5 separate regions of the Mus musculus genome follow, and regions 1, 2, 4 and 5 are each linked to region 3. The links are chromatin contacts, called in public HiChIP or PLAC-seq and promoter capture Hi-C maps. All regions are on one chromosome and are shown on one strand. Each heading gives the region's core, a stretch centred on a gene start, on an enhancer-like site or on the middle of the called end of the contact. The rest is flanking DNA. Distances are from core to core; before and after follow the strand shown.

Region 1 (2,700 bases), core at 180-2,679, 250 kb after region 3:
ATACTCATATGCATAAATATGCTTATAAACATAAATATACATCAAACAAATAAATAGATCTTAAGAAACCTTACTAACCTGCCCAAACTCCTTTGTTTTTGTTTTTGTTTTTGTTATCCCAGGCTGGTCTGGAACTTGATATGAGCTGAGGCTGACTTTGAACTGCTGATCTTCTTGCCTCTTGAATGCTGTGATTTTATTTACTTACTTGCCCTGCTCTTTGCATGGTATTGAGAAATGAATCTTTGGTCTTGTGCATAGTAGGCAGACACTCTGCCCTTTAAGGTTTATCCTTAGCTAAGAACTCTTTTAATCCTAAGAAAGACACCTACAGAGGTAGAGCTATTAGGAAAATGCTGGAGGGGGTAGGGTATCACCCAGGGGTAAAGGGAATCCTAAAGATGCAAAGAACATCTAATCCCCAGCTCCAAAGAAAATCAGGGAAGGTAAGGGCAAGAAGGGAGAGGCAGGAACAGGAAGGAAAGGAAAGTAGAAGAGGACACACCGAGGCACAGAAAGCACCAGCCACTTGTCTTGGATCTAACAACTAGAGAACTTCAAGGTCCGTGAGCCCAGCAACTCACCTGTGACTCCTAGCTCATGGCTGCTCCAATGACATCATGCGTGTCCTTGCTGGGTGTTGGCTAGAGTATTAGGGCTGCCTTTGCTCATTTGCTTCTCAGGTATCAGTTTCCTAAAGAGCATGAGCCACTTGTCCAGCATCCCTGTGCTCATGGCAATGTAATTGGCAGTCAATGTCCAGTTGACTCTCAAAATGCTCCTCTCCACATCCTTCTTTTGATTTTGTTTGTTCTAGATAGCTCTGGCTGGCCTGGAACTTCCTATGTAGACCCGGCTGGGCTTGAACTCGCAGAGGTCCACCTGCCTCTGCCTCTTGAATGCTGGTACTAACAGCACATCCCACCATGCCCAGTGACTCCTGTATTTTTAAATATTGATCTTTGTTGAGGCTGAAGTTTATTTTACTAAGCATTTTTATGTCCAACTTAGGAAACTACCTTAAAACCGAAACCCAAACAGAAACGATGCCCATCTCTTGTGTTGTCCCAGCTTTTCAGGTTACCAGAGAGATGTGTGTGGGAAAGGGAAGAACGAGGAAGTTCAGGCGTGGGTCAGCAGAATCTCCCAGATGTTTTCAAGCATACAATGTATTAGTCTTCTCTGGAGCATTTTTGTGAGAGGGGACATCTGACTGGCTTTTTCAGGAACACAGATCCTGCTCTCAGAGAGGACATTCACTGCTTTGTGTACTATCAGACATTGCTGTCTTCATTGTGATTCATGTCCTGGGGGGTGGGGTGGGGTGTGGCAAGACTTCTGGAGAGTTTGGAAAGTGGGGTAGGGTCTGAGGCAAAGAATGTGCTGATGTGGACGTGCCTACACAGCCCCAGGCACGGTGCAGACAGGCACCCGACAAAGCCCTCTGAGCTCCCTGGGGAGATGCAGACTTCTGATAGGGCAAAAGGCACCGGGTGTGTAAAGCATAGGCAGATGAGGAGCATGCCAAGTCAGGCTGCGACTTGAAATTCCCCAGGCTTAAGCAACTGTCCCTCCTAATTTGTCACATACCTCTCCTTTTACCAAGCACCCCCCCAGCCCCCAACATTTGTGTTGGAACCTTGGACTTACCCACACCCACCACTCCACAATGCTGTTTACATAATGTGACAAGGTCACACAAACGGGTCACAGAACTAGGGCTTAGTGCCAACACCTTGAAGATAGGGGAGAGGGGCGGCGGGGGGGGGACGGGACGGACGACGACACTCTACTGTTTTGAGATGAAGTCTCATTTTGTAGTCCAAACCAGTCTTGCATTTTCAGTCCTCCTGCCTCAGCCTCTTAAGGTGGGATTATGTGATGGTAAATTAATCCCCTCCAGTGAGAATTTACTCCAATTACACAGGGAATAATAAGGAAAAAAAAAAAACCCTCTTTAATAGCAGTGCAAGTCTGGCTCTGGCTAATACCCAAAGAGAAACTGGACCCTGAACCTGGATCCCTTATGGCTTATACAAATGAGTTGCCTTTGGGCTCACAGCCTCATACTTTGGGCAATTAAACACTTTTACAGTTTGGGCAATTAAACACATTTTACAGAGTCAGGAAATTGCAAGTTTGGACACTTTAGACATATGGGAGATTTAAGTAAGGCATTGTCAAAGTTATCTGAAACAAGCTGAGTTTTTTTTAGGGGCAGCCATGAACCAATGTCATTCTGCCTGCCTGGCAGAATTACACTCTTCTGAATAAAAGGCACAGGATTTAAAGGACCAATAGAAGCCAACACCATCTATGAAACTTTCCTGTGGAGGCAAAAATCCTTTGGCTAAGTTTTACTTACATGTAACTTAATATAAGCAAGTTTATTGGTAAACCCTTCATACATCAGTCTGACTTCCACTTCCTTGTTCAACCACAAGTCTGTGCCACCACACTCCATAAATCTTTACTTTGGAGGGAGAGAGTCTGGACTTGAAAATGTAGGGGTGTCTGAGTCATGTGATTACATTGCATGTTGGGCAGAGGGAAAACCAGTAGAGAGGTGAAGACAGCCAGGTTTGAGATGGTCCCTGGATTGCAGCCTTCTTCAAGATCTGGGTTAAGAAACGGTGGGCAGCACTCCGGAACCTGAGGCAATGGATAGACATCCCACCCTCATTCCTGGCTCCCCCCATC
Region 2 (2,700 bases), core at 163-2,662, 140 kb after region 3:
CCCTGGATCCAGCAGCACTCTCTGACCAGCCAGGCCCATGAGCAAGGCCATCCCCTAAAGCCCCGAGGAACTGAGATGGATGCCCACCTCCAAAGCTGCTCAGGCACTGCATCATGGATGGCAGTGTAAGCTACTGTAACAAGTGTGTCACCCCATCGTCTCTTGTGGATGTTCAGAAATTCTACACTTATAGTCTCAAGGCAACAGGCTGGAGGGGCTGCACACTCTCTGTGAGGGGCGAGAGGGAGGCTCCATTTGGCCATACCCCATGCTTACCATAGGTGAACATTCGTGGGGAGGTCAGCTCAATGTTGGGGAGGGCTCCCAGGTGGTTTAGCACTGCGCACCGGTAGCCATTTTTCTGGGCATAGTCAACGAAGGTTCGGATATACTGCTTCTCGCTGTGGTTGGCAATTCCAGGACAGATGACCATGGTGATGTCATCTACAGGGTAGAGAAGGAGATCTTTATGCATCCATTTAATATATAAACACTGACATTAACAGGTGTTGAGACAGTGAGATTCTGGACAAGTCTCTCTCCCTCCTTCCTTCCCTTCTTTCTTCCTCTCTCTCTCTCTTGAGAGCCTCCCTTTGCAAGCCCTGGCTGGATTCCACATAGATCTACCTGCCACTGCCTCCCTAGTGCTGGAATGAAAGGTGTGCGCCGCCATGACTGGTCTGTTCTTTTTCATTTTCAGTCTGGTCTATTTTTCATTTTGAAATGCTTCTGTTTATGTTTGCTAAAAGGAAGATGTACCCCTCCCCCGGGCAGGGAAGTAAAGCATAAGCGAAATAAAGCAGCTCTCTTAAGAGTATTCCTTGGGTGCAGACACAAGCACTGATCGCTGCAGGGAGCCGGGCTGACGGGAAGTCATGGATAAGAGACTTAGAGCTGGTTGTGTCCTTTTGGTACCATACTGAGTACCAGCAAGAACGACTGACTGCTCAACCTAAACTTTACGCTACTTGGTTGCCGTTGTTATCACTCTTGTTTTCAGACTGGGTCTCATGTAGCCCACGCTGGCCTTGAATTGCTGATCCTCAAGTGTCCATCTCTTGAATGTTTGGATTTCAGGTGTGAGCCATCACACCAAGTTTAAATTGGATGCTTAAATGCTACAAGTCAAATTATTAGAAATAAGAGAAAGAAAGCATTTAACTAACTATGGTGGGGGCACAGATGTATGAAGGACCCACGACAGTACTTGCAAACGTAGCAGGAACTCCATCCCTAGTCATGTACTCATTCCTTTGGTGACTGTTTGTGTGGAGCACAGACTCCTGGGCCCCGGGACTCCTGCACTACAGCAGCAGGGCCCTAAACAGCCCCAGAAGTAGCTAGATTGGCAGGTGCCATGAGGGACTAAGGCAGGGAGGCACCTCGGGTCTAGAGAAAGGAACCATAGTCTCAGAGGAGGTGACATCTGAGACCTGAATGACAGGGAGGTGGCCACGTGAGGGCATGGGGAGGAAAACTACTCAGCAATTCCAGTTACTTGAAATAAATGAGCTGGCGCACGTTTGCTGCTGCAATTTACCCATAAATAATGACTACACGTCTATAATAAACTAGGTATCTTTGAATAAAAAAAAAAACCATGTTCTCTCCTGGTAGGGACTGCATTCAAAAAGATGCTGGCATCCAACTGCACTTCCTCTGAAGGCTTCATTATGAGGCCTTTGCCATCGCCGTTTACTGTATAGCTGGCAAACGCTCACAGCAGCGGAAACTGGAGTCATTTCTTGGATGAGGTGTCACTGACTCATGAAAAGCAAGTATGGCTTTAATGTGTCCTTTTGTCCCAGGAGATTTACACACCAGGCACCCGAGAGCCTTTATGCCCTGCTGCCCAGCAAATAAACCCACCCTAGATTGCTTTTCCAAGTCCCAGCTTCCCACGGTTCAAGGGAGATAGCATCGCCCACCTCACAGGGCGAGGGGAGGATTGGAGAGATAACAGTAGGAAATGTTACTGAGTCCTGGGGGGCTCTGGGCTCCAAGCTCTTCCTGCCATCCTTTAAGACAGGCTTCCGTACTTTAAGAGGGATCATAATTCTCTACTGACTGTGGCTAATGTGAACTAACACGCACAGGCTGGAGTTAAACCTGATGGCCTGGCCTCTGAACACAATGGGACAGTGGGTGACACAGGCATTTCACACACTGCTCCCCACTGATGGCTGCTCCTCTCTCTAAGGGTGGCTCAACACCAGGACCTAAAGTGGCTCACCTCCAACACAGTGCTCAGCCAGGGGCTCGAAGAGGTCGAAGGTAGAAGTGGCACCATCCGACATGGTGATGAACTTGCGGTGCCCGTAAGGGTGTGGTGACCTCACCCTCCCCATCTTCCCATACAAGGCTGTCTGGATATGTCCGCTTTTCCCCCAGATCAGTGGTGGAATGTATCTGAGAAAGGAGAGGAAGAAAAATAGGAGTGGTTAGTTTCCTCCACATTTATTGAACAAAGGTACCCTAGTTTTTAAGGCCTTTCTCCACACATTATTCTGCACACTAACCATAAACACAATGGGTTCCTTTTGTGATGTAGGGTCTCGTGCATACTGAGTGAGCACTTCGCCACTGAGCTGAACATTTTTAACCACCTTATTATATCCATGCTCTGTTCGTTAATGCCTCCCACGCCAAGTTAGCTTTAGGAACCAACCGTGGTTTCAAATTTAGAGCATCAAGCAATTC
Region 3 (2,700 bases), core at 69-2,568:
ACTGAGCAAAGTTATGTAAAAGCAAGAAGAATCACAAAATAAGGAATCTCTTATCTAGTTGACTCTGGTTTGTGTGTGTATATATATAAAACTGATAACCAACCAATCAAACAAACAAAAATCACTTTATGTCTATTAAGTACATCTAGAAAAATGTATAAGAATGTCTCAGCTGGAGAGCTAGATTGTGGATATTTGTAGTTCAAGCACTGAGGCGGGAGGGCAGCCAGGGCTACCGCGTAAGTTCTAAGTTACAATGTGAGACCTCATCGTTAAAAACAAACAAACAAGCAAACAGGCCGACAGACAGACAGACAAAAGAGGGGGAAGAAACTAAGAAAAGGAGAAAGGAGAAGGGTTCTGTATGAGTCCCTGCCGCTGCTAGTGACAGGAAAAGCGGATAGAGGAGCGACTCCTGAAAAAAGTCAAAGACCCTCTCTCCTGTACACAGTTCTCAGCGTCCGGGTGGTCTCGCTGGTTGGAAGTGGGGGCTGCCGTTCAGCGCGGTCCGAATTTTTTCCCTAATCAGCTGCTTGTGCCCCCTAGTCTGCCTGAAGCAATCCTGATCTTTTCTTTCCTCGTACGGGACTCTCGACTTGAATCCCTGGGTCCCAGTTATTCACCCAGGCCATATTCGCCTGACCCTTTGCAGCTGACCCTCTACGGAGAGCTGGGAGCAGAAACAACCGGAGCAACGGGAGGTGGACCCAGAGATTGACAGATCTCTGAAGCGGGACGTGCTTCAGCTGTGCCCGGTGGGCGCGACCAATCGGACTCAACAGCATCAACCCCCAGCATCATTGTCCGGGATAGGAGGGAGGAGACTCCATCGAGGCTTAGCCTTTGCGGTCCATAGGTGACAAATCTAGACTTCGGACGGCACGTGCTCCGTTTGCTCCACTCTCCATCCGGGACAAGGCTCTCGACCGCTGTCACCGTTTAAGCAATGTGTCACCCTGACAGTTGTTTGCTCAGATCCTTGAGTTCCAAGAATTAAGTTTAGACTAGAAGTTGGTCATAACCACTACGGTCAATTTCGCTTTATTTCCAAAGGGAATCTTGGGATTAACAAACTGACAGATAAAAACAACATACAAGTCGACCGCGGCAGGACTCGAACCTGCAATCTTCTGATCCGAAGTCAGACGCCTTATCCATTAGGCCACGCGGCCGCCAGCGAGAAGGTGCCTTTACTTAGCTTAAAGCGTGTAGCCGCCTTCAGGCTCGCGTCAGACTGGTCTATCTTTTCCGTGGGGAGGGAAGTAGCGGAGGACCTCACCCGGAAGTCCCTCTGCACCCCCGCGGGCGGGCGGCTCCATTGGCGGCGCTCTTATTGGACGCTCGGGGGAGTCTCCCGCCTGCCTCTGGGTAGCCGCGGGACCCAGTTCGCGCAGACGGGAAGTTGCGGCTGCTCCCGAGACCGCACGCCACCCTGAGGCTGCGTGGGCCGCGCGCCGCGGACGCCGCGTCGTCGCCGGGGCTGTGGGCTGCCGCAGAACGGGAAGCGCGAAGCGGACCGAGGTTTCCGGCGGGCTCGGCAGGGGGAGGGCCGGGCGCGGCTGCTCCCTCTCCACTCGGGAAGCCGGGCCGGGAGCAGGGCGGCGGCTGCGGCGGGGACCCTGTGTCCCGGCGTGCGGGGGTGGCCGCCGACGCCCCGACCAGGGCGCCCTAGGCCCGCCCGGGTGTGGGTGCGGACCCCGAGGCTGTGGCTCGTTCGGCGGGTTTCGAAGTTGGGGCGCTAGGCCCTCGGGCCGCCGGCGGGGTGGGACTGGCAACTGCTGTCTGCCGAGCGCCTACTGGGGTTAGGGCCACTCGACGAGCGCGCCCTCTGCCACTCTTACAGCAGTGGCCCGTGGCTCTAGAGTTCTTAACCCCATTTTACAGAGGAGGAGGTCGGGGCCTAAGGAGCTGGGCCAAGGTCACGCAGTTGGAGAGCCAGAACCCTGGTCTGTCTGCGTCTCCCCATTTCAGCATCTCCAGCGGCTTCTCCCAAGTTAACTGCCGAGCCGGTGTGGCCCTGTCCTCGGGAGGGGGCAGTGCCATTTCTTAAGGTTGTTGGAGGCGTAACAGAAAAATGTCCCTACTCCGCTCTGGCCTTTTGGCTAAGATCAAGTGGAGAAAATGCTTGTTTGGCACGCAGCAGATGTTTGTTGCGGGATAAGCGGTTTGTTCAAGTCCGTGACACTTGTAATAACACTTTTATCGTCTGTCTCCTTTAGGACTTGTGTGAGGAAGGCAGGCATGGTGAGACCTATTTCACTGACAGGAGCACAGAGAGGGGACGCGTCTCTCTCTGAGTCTTTCGGCCACTAAAAGCAGTCAAGCTGGAGCCCAAAGCCCGGTGCCCCGACTCACAGCGGGGGGCTCCCTGCACCAACCATGAGCCGCCTGCTCTGGAAGAAGGTGGCTGGCGCCAAGGTCGCCTCAGGGCCAGTACCAGCAACCGCGCGCTGGGTCTCCAGCTCCGTCCTCGACCCCGTCCCCAGCGACGGGCGGCCGCCGTCGCAAATGCCCTCCTCCGAGAATGGGCAGCTGCGGCTCAACCCTCTGCTCATCCAGATGTTGTCGAGAGGCCTGCACGAGCAGATCTTCGGGTGCGGCGGGGAAATGCCCGACGAGGCCGCGGTGCAGCGCAGCGTAGAGCACCTGCAGAAGCACGGGCTCTGGGGGCAGCCGGCCACGCCCTTGCCAGACGTGGAG
Region 4 (2,700 bases), core at 47-2,546, 220 kb before region 3:
CTTGATTTGTCTATGGAGCAGCCTCCTGGAGATTTGCTTGTGGACTGGGGTCTCAGCCACACTCTTAGTCAGCAGTTTGCAATAACCTAAGATGCAAAACCAGTGTTGACTATAAACCTCACTTAAACTTCTGAGGCAGCAGCAAGGAAAAGGGCGCAATCGGAACTTCCATGAGGCTTATTAACCTAGCGAGAGGATGCTAAACTCTCAGTAGAGTCTAAGCCTTCAGGACTCAACAAAACACACAGTCCATCAGCCTGATTAAAAATGACACAAGCCTGCCTGTTGAATGTCTTAGAGGTGGATCTCTGAGTTTAAGGAGAGCCTGGTCTGCATAGCAAGCTCCAGGCCAGGCTGACCAAGTCTATGCAGTGAGACCCTATCTCAAAAGATATAAGCCAATGTAAAATATTTTAAAAATTCCTGTGGGATGGCTTCTGACATTGGATCGGTTTCAGGACTCTCAAACGACAATGGCTTTGTTCCACAGCATCTATCAGTAGATCGATTGTTAATTTTTAAGTGCTTGTGTGCATGTGAGTACTGTTCCTAGTGGTGTCCAGAGACATCAGATCTTCCAGGAGCTGGGGTAAAAGATGGTAGTAAGCCACCCAACATGGGTACAGTTCCTTTGCAAAAGCAGGAAGTGCTCTAAATCACTGAGCTATCTCTCTAGCCCTCTATCAGTAGATTTAAAGGGTCAGGTGCAGCCTTTTCTAGTCCTTTTTGAACCCAGACATCTATGAATTGCTGGTACACAATGATAAAAGACAGAAATGTCAATGTTACATATAACAGGGAATGTTTTACAAAAAAGTAGGTTGAAAAACTACAAGCAGATAGCTACATATCTCAATCAGCAAATGTCAGTAGTCTCTGAGGGACTGAAGAATCCAGTCATCACAGCAACTACATCATTATTTGTCAATAGCTAGTTCATAACAAAAGCCAAAAGGGTGCAAACAATAAAGGATATTGATTCCCTGTTAATTTCCCATTAACAGGGAGAAAAAAAAAAGAACTTGGCAGAAACCATCCCTAAAGTAGCTTAGACCCAGAAATTACAGAAATGTTTTAACAACTTGTCTAAATATGTTCAATGAGCTTATAAACCCATAGGTTAAAATAAATTAAAGGGCCAAGCATGATCTTACTTAAGACCAGCCTGGCTTACAAGCAAGATTGCTTTAAAAAAAAACAAAAGAGAGAAAGGAAGGGAGGGAGGGAGGGAGGGAGGGAGAAAGGAAGGAAGAAGGCCATATGGATGCCTAAAAAAACCTGAATAATGATAACGTCAACAGACATGCTAACATAGAAGAGGAAGTCTCACAGCCCTAAACAAGGCCTACACAAAGAAGTACTGGCAACTAAAGACTTCTGAGAGAGAATTAAGTCTCCACTAGGGAGTTGTCCCTGACTTGGTTAGCTAATACAAGGTGTTCAGCCCCTAAACTCATGCACATACAAGCAAGACTAAACAGACTGACTCATCAAGTTGTATTTATATATTTTATGTGCATATATATCTACACACATGTATGTAACAATAATAACTAAAGAAAAGGAGATCATTTAAGAGGGAGTGTGGGGAGAACATGGGAGGGACTGGAGAGAAGGAAGGGAGGAGAAATGATATAATTTGGATAAGAAGGAAGGAAGGACAAAAGTCATACATATAGCAAGCTTGAGGTTAGCCTAGGTTAAATAAACAAGTAGCCTAGGTTAAGTAAACAACAACAAAAAATACAGATGGAATAAGAAATATTAAGAATTCAATCACAGGCCTGAGCAGGCAGAATAATCAATGAATGTCAAAAAAAAAAAAAAAAAAAAATTAAACCGCCTAACCACAAAAAAGAAAAAGAAAAATGAAGAAAGACTGAGGCATGCTTGTACACTATAGCAGCATGCATGCCACCACATGCCTCATGGGAATTCTAGAAGGTGAAAAGACAAAGAGGCAGAAAACATTGCTGAAGAAAAATGGTTGAAAACTTCCTTAATCAGAGGAAAGACATGAACCTAACCACTCAAGTTTAATAGACTTCAAGAAAGATGACCCCAAAGAGATCCACAATGAGACACCTTATTGTCCACACCCTGCCCCCAAACAAAACCAATAACAAAAACTTTAAAAAAAAAGAAAAAAGAAAAACCAACAAGCTAAAACCCAAAGCAAGTAGCGGGAAGGAAAGTGAGGTCAGAAAGTCAATGGAGAAAAGGCCAACTTTCTTCAAATGATCAATAAAATTGGCCAACCTTTAGCTAAACCAGTCAAGAAAAACCAGAACGACTCAATTACTAATGTGGGAATAGAAGTGCGAACAATGTCACCAGCAGATTTGTTGTTACAAACCCTTATTTTGTAGTTACCCTGAAATGTGCTGCTTTTGGTCTTCTTGAACTTGTCCTGTTTATGGTGGAGACATTCCAAAGCAGATACAGAATGGCTGCGAGGCAGCCCCTTCTTTAGCCCCCTCTTTGAAGGAGAAAGCATTTCCTGGTTGAAGAGGTTTCTTCGAACTTTTGTTACTTCTAAAAGCAGAGAGAGAGAAAAAGAGAGATAGGAGATTAAAAAACCTTATGCTGGTGTCAACTAACTGAGCATGCCAGACCCAAACACAGAGCTGCTTAGGAAAGCCACTCTACAGCCAGGTTTTAAAATTATTCCTTTGGCTAGCACACTCCTGGGGGACCTCA
Region 5 (2,700 bases), core at 188-2,687, 250 kb before region 3:
CATACATGTGGGAGAGCAGGCACTGTTGTTGCCCCTGACTCAACCTGCTGGGGATTGTTAGTCTGGAACTCCTGCCCGTGCCCTGCACAAGTTGGGAAACCCATCTGCCCTCCTTTCCTCCAACTCTGCCCTCCCAGAGAAAATGTCTGGCTAACACATCATCACTTTATCACTCTTGGGCTCCCCGTTGCCAGCAACCCACCCAAGAGTGCCCACCCAGGGGCTCAGTTTTTGACCATGTGTGAACATCACCCCAGCTCCTTGCTGGCACTCCTCACCTAAACTCTATAAAAGCCCCTTGCTTTAGCGGATGTGTGACGTCACTGACCTCCACCTGTGAGATCGGTGAACCCACCAGAGATCTGCCTCCTAATAAACCTGCCTGTATCTACTTTTAATCTGGTCTAATCTGGCCTGTATCTGTGTCACCAAGGGAGAGAATATGCCTATCAGGGACCCCCGGCCCCTGCTTATCTTACCAATGAGACACCACATGGCCTCATCATTGGCCTCACTTCAGGCTGTGATTCTACTGTATGGGGCTGAGTGTTTTCTCATATAGATCTGGGAGAACTGGACATTTCTGCAGCCTTTAATTATGCTGCCTCTATAGCAGGCAGTCATCTGAATACATCTATCAAAATTTGTTTTTCTTTAGTGGTGTTTTAAGTGATAAATATGTATTCTGGGATGGTGGTGGTTATTCGTGGTACTTGGGATAAAAAAACAAGACTTCCCTCATGCTAGGCAAATGCCCCACTCTGCCTCTCCCAGTCTGCTTTCCAGATTTTTTATTTTTGTGTTTGTCCAGAGGCTACACCTCTGTAGCCAGGATGGTGCTGATCCCCTGCTGCTCAAGGATTCTGCAGAGTTCTGGGATTATAGGCATGGGCCACTCACCCTGGCTTGGATTCTAGATTTGAATTACAAATTCAACAAAGCATGGTGTTTCCAGTCAAAGAGATGGACAGCCAGCTTTGCCTCTCTGGATGACAAGTGTCCCTTGACAGTGACTCTAAACTGCGATTGAATCTCATAAATCCTAAAATGAGACATAGTTTTAGGAACTAAAACTTCCTAGGGAAGGTGGTTTTGTTGTTGTTACGTTTTGTTTTTAATGAGGATTATGGCTTAACCCTGGGAGCAGAAAGAAAGAAGTGGGTCTATGAGAAGACAGATGTCTGGTGCCGATTTCCCAGTTTTCTAAGACCTGAAGAGAAGCCACTGGCTGCTTCCCTGGGCCCGCCCCCCGGCAGAGGCCCGCCCCTCCCCCATAGGAGGGCCCGCCCAGCCCCGTCTGCGGACCGACTTGGAGGCGCCCTGCCTGCGCCTCCGCCCCCGAGCGCCGGGGCAGGCGGGGTTGCGGGTGAAGGGAGGGATGTTTGGGGGGGCGGGGGTCCCGATGACGGCATCGGAGCGCGCCGGGTCGGGGCGCCGAGCTTGGCTGCGCGTCCCGGGACTGCGCTCGCACTCTGGCAGGTGGGTGTGGGTCCCGAGGGGATGGAGGGCTAGACAGGGCTCACCCGGGAGGCGACTGAGCAGCCCCCCATCTGTGCCCCTCAGCTTACTGCGAGCTCCCTCACTGGGCGGGCCGGGCCAGGAGGAGCAGCCTGCGAGGGTCCACGTTTGTAATCACTTTTGCAAACTTTCCGGGAGGGCCTGTTCCCAGAGGCCGATCGCGCGGGTGGAGTTGTCAGGGCGCCTTTGAGGCTCGGAGCCTTGATTGTGGGGAAGGAGAAGCCGGGACCACACACAGCTCCAGAGTCTACCTGGGGATTGGAGTGCCGCCAGGCACTGTTACCTCTGTGTACCCAGGCTCCAGCACCTAACCAGAACCGAATGAATGAGCGGTTATACAAGCAGAGATGCTAAACAGTAAATACGAAAACAACGAAGTGTAGCGTGGGATACTGCGGTTGAAGAATGTGGTGAGAAAGGAGAAGGCGAGATTGGGGGCGGGAGGGGTCCTCACGGATTGCTAGATAGTATTGTACCCTGTGCTGGGTGCTGATGATAGAGTTCGAAATAGACAAAGAGGGTTCTTGCTTTCCATGGGGAGAGAGACTCTGGCTCTGGCATCCGTGTGGTCAGTGTCTGATGTGGGCAGCACAAAGGGCTGTCTGTAGTGGTGATGGGACAGAGCAGAGCAGCTTCCCTGGCCCTGTGGGGAAGGTGAGCCCAGCCCAAGCGTGGGTGGATGAAGATGGTAACACAGAGGTTGATGGCCTGAGAGGAAAGGCATGGTATTCAGGAGATGGGGAAGGTAGGGAGTGTGTTCTAAGCTTCCTTTATTGTTAGTGGGGTGTAAAAATGAGACTGTCACAACTGTGTTTTTGAAAGATGCTCTAGACTGCGCGGTTGGAGAGGTCGGGGAGACTGAAACTCGGAAAGGGAGCAGGCAGAAGTTATCCCTTCAGGGTGTCAGCAGCATGACTGGTTTTGGCAACAGGATGAGGAGTGTAGCTGATAATCTTGAGAGATACTTAGGAGATAGAACTGGCAGAGTTGGGGGTGGGTGGGTATGGGGGACTTTTGGTATAGCATTGGAAATGTAAATGAGCTAAATACCTAATAAAAAATGGAAAAAAAAAAGAACTGGCAGAGTTTAGTGATAGGAATTTGGTCTTGAAGGATCTTTTGGCTTCTTTGAAGAAGATGGGCAGGTGTCAAGCAGTTTCAGGGAGGAGCAATGGTAGAGAC

Evidence for each region. HiChIP or PLAC-seq counts read pairs in DNA pulled down with a chosen protein or histone mark. Capture Hi-C pulls out chosen DNA fragments and counts their contacts.
Region 1: a FOXA1 HiChIP or PLAC-seq map of pancreatic cancer cells shows a contact between it and region 3. The contact joins the enhancer-like site here to the promoter of Polg in region 3. A contact is called at or near these places in 3 of 39 promoter capture datasets (hippocampal neurons, liver and stem cell-derived epiblast-like cells), 3 of 115 datasets of contacts at active chromatin or transcription factors (embryonic stem cells, pancreatic cancer cells and trophoblast stem cells) and 1 of 9 other capture datasets (adipose tissue).
Region 2: an HNF4G HiChIP or PLAC-seq map of pancreatic cancer cells shows a contact between it and region 3. The contact joins the enhancer-like site here to the promoter of Polg in region 3. A contact is called at or near these places in 2 of 39 promoter capture datasets (both in embryonic stem cells), 1 of 484 Hi-C or Micro-C datasets (nephron progenitors), 2 of 115 datasets of contacts at active chromatin or transcription factors (extraembryonic endoderm stem cells and pancreatic cancer cells) and 3 of 9 other capture datasets (adipose tissue, embryonic stem cells and liver).
Region 4: an H3K4me3 HiChIP or PLAC-seq map of bone marrow-derived macrophages shows a contact between it and region 3, with 2.7 times the contacts expected there. The contact joins the enhancer-like site here to the promoter of Polg in region 3. A contact is called at or near these places in 3 of 39 promoter capture datasets (HPC-7-derived erythroid cells, cranial neural crest and hippocampal neurons), 17 of 484 Hi-C or Micro-C datasets (the G1E-ER4 cell line, embryonic stem cells, stem cell-derived epiblast-like cells and 1 more), 5 of 115 datasets of contacts at active chromatin or transcription factors (bone marrow-derived macrophages, embryonic forebrain, embryonic stem cells and 1 more) and 2 of 9 other capture datasets (adipose tissue and embryonic stem cells).
Region 5: a promoter capture Hi-C map of adipose tissue shows a contact between it and region 3. The contact joins the promoter of Kif7 here to the promoter of Polg in region 3. A contact is called at or near these places in 9 of 39 promoter capture datasets (the 3T3-L1 cell line, the C10 cell line, cranial neural crest and 5 more), 3 of 484 Hi-C or Micro-C datasets (embryonic stem cells and nephron progenitors), 5 of 115 datasets of contacts at active chromatin or transcription factors (astrocytes, embryonic forebrain, embryonic stem cells and 2 more) and 4 of 9 other capture datasets (adipose tissue, embryonic stem cells, liver and 1 more).

The regions. Positions count from the first base shown.
Region 1 is chr7:79,210,345-79,213,044 of GRCm38.p6, reverse strand. No RefSeq gene overlaps it. Among named protein-coding and RNA genes, the nearest start is that of Gm39040, 36 kb to the left of the region's middle. Within about 2 kb of position 1,429, at least 55 of the 459 cell types and tissues checked have an H3K27ac peak or open chromatin away from gene starts, as enhancers often do. A contact at or near this core is called in adipose tissue, embryonic stem cells, pancreatic cancer cells and 1 more, where this site is marked.
Region 2 is chr7:79,323,178-79,325,877 of GRCm38.p6, reverse strand. Abhd2 (abhydrolase domain containing 2) reads right to left here. Exons shown (of 11, transcript NM_018811.6): 4 at 2,234-2,409; 5 at 277-444. Among named protein-coding and RNA genes, the nearest start is that of Gm39041, 26 kb to the right of the region's middle. Within about 2 kb of position 1,412, at least 31 of the 459 cell types and tissues checked have an H3K27ac peak or open chromatin away from gene starts, as enhancers often do. A contact at or near this core is called in pancreatic cancer cells, where this site is marked.
Region 3 is chr7:79,464,891-79,467,590 of GRCm38.p6, reverse strand. It overlaps Polg (polymerase (DNA directed), gamma), which reads left to right and starts at 1,318. Exons shown (of 23, transcript NM_017462.3): 1 at 1,318-1,521; 2 at 2,220-2,700. The coding sequence starts at 2,380. It overlaps n-TRtcg5 (a tRNA gene), which reads right to left and starts at 1,172; the gene lies at 1,100-1,172.
Region 4 is chr7:79,685,612-79,688,311 of GRCm38.p6, reverse strand. Ticrr (TOPBP1-interacting checkpoint and replication regulator) reads right to left here. Exons shown (of 22, transcript NM_029835.1): 15 at 2,374-2,535; 16 at 1-86. Among named protein-coding and RNA genes, the nearest start is that of Ticrr, 27 kb to the right of the region's middle. Within about 2 kb of position 1,296, at least 1 of the 459 cell types and tissues checked has an H3K27ac peak or open chromatin away from gene starts, as enhancers often do. A contact at or near this core is called in bone marrow-derived macrophages, where this site is marked.
Region 5 is chr7:79,714,444-79,717,143 of GRCm38.p6, reverse strand. It overlaps Kif7 (kinesin family member 7), which reads left to right and starts at 1,437. Exons shown (of 19, transcript NM_001291222.2): 1 at 1,437-1,479.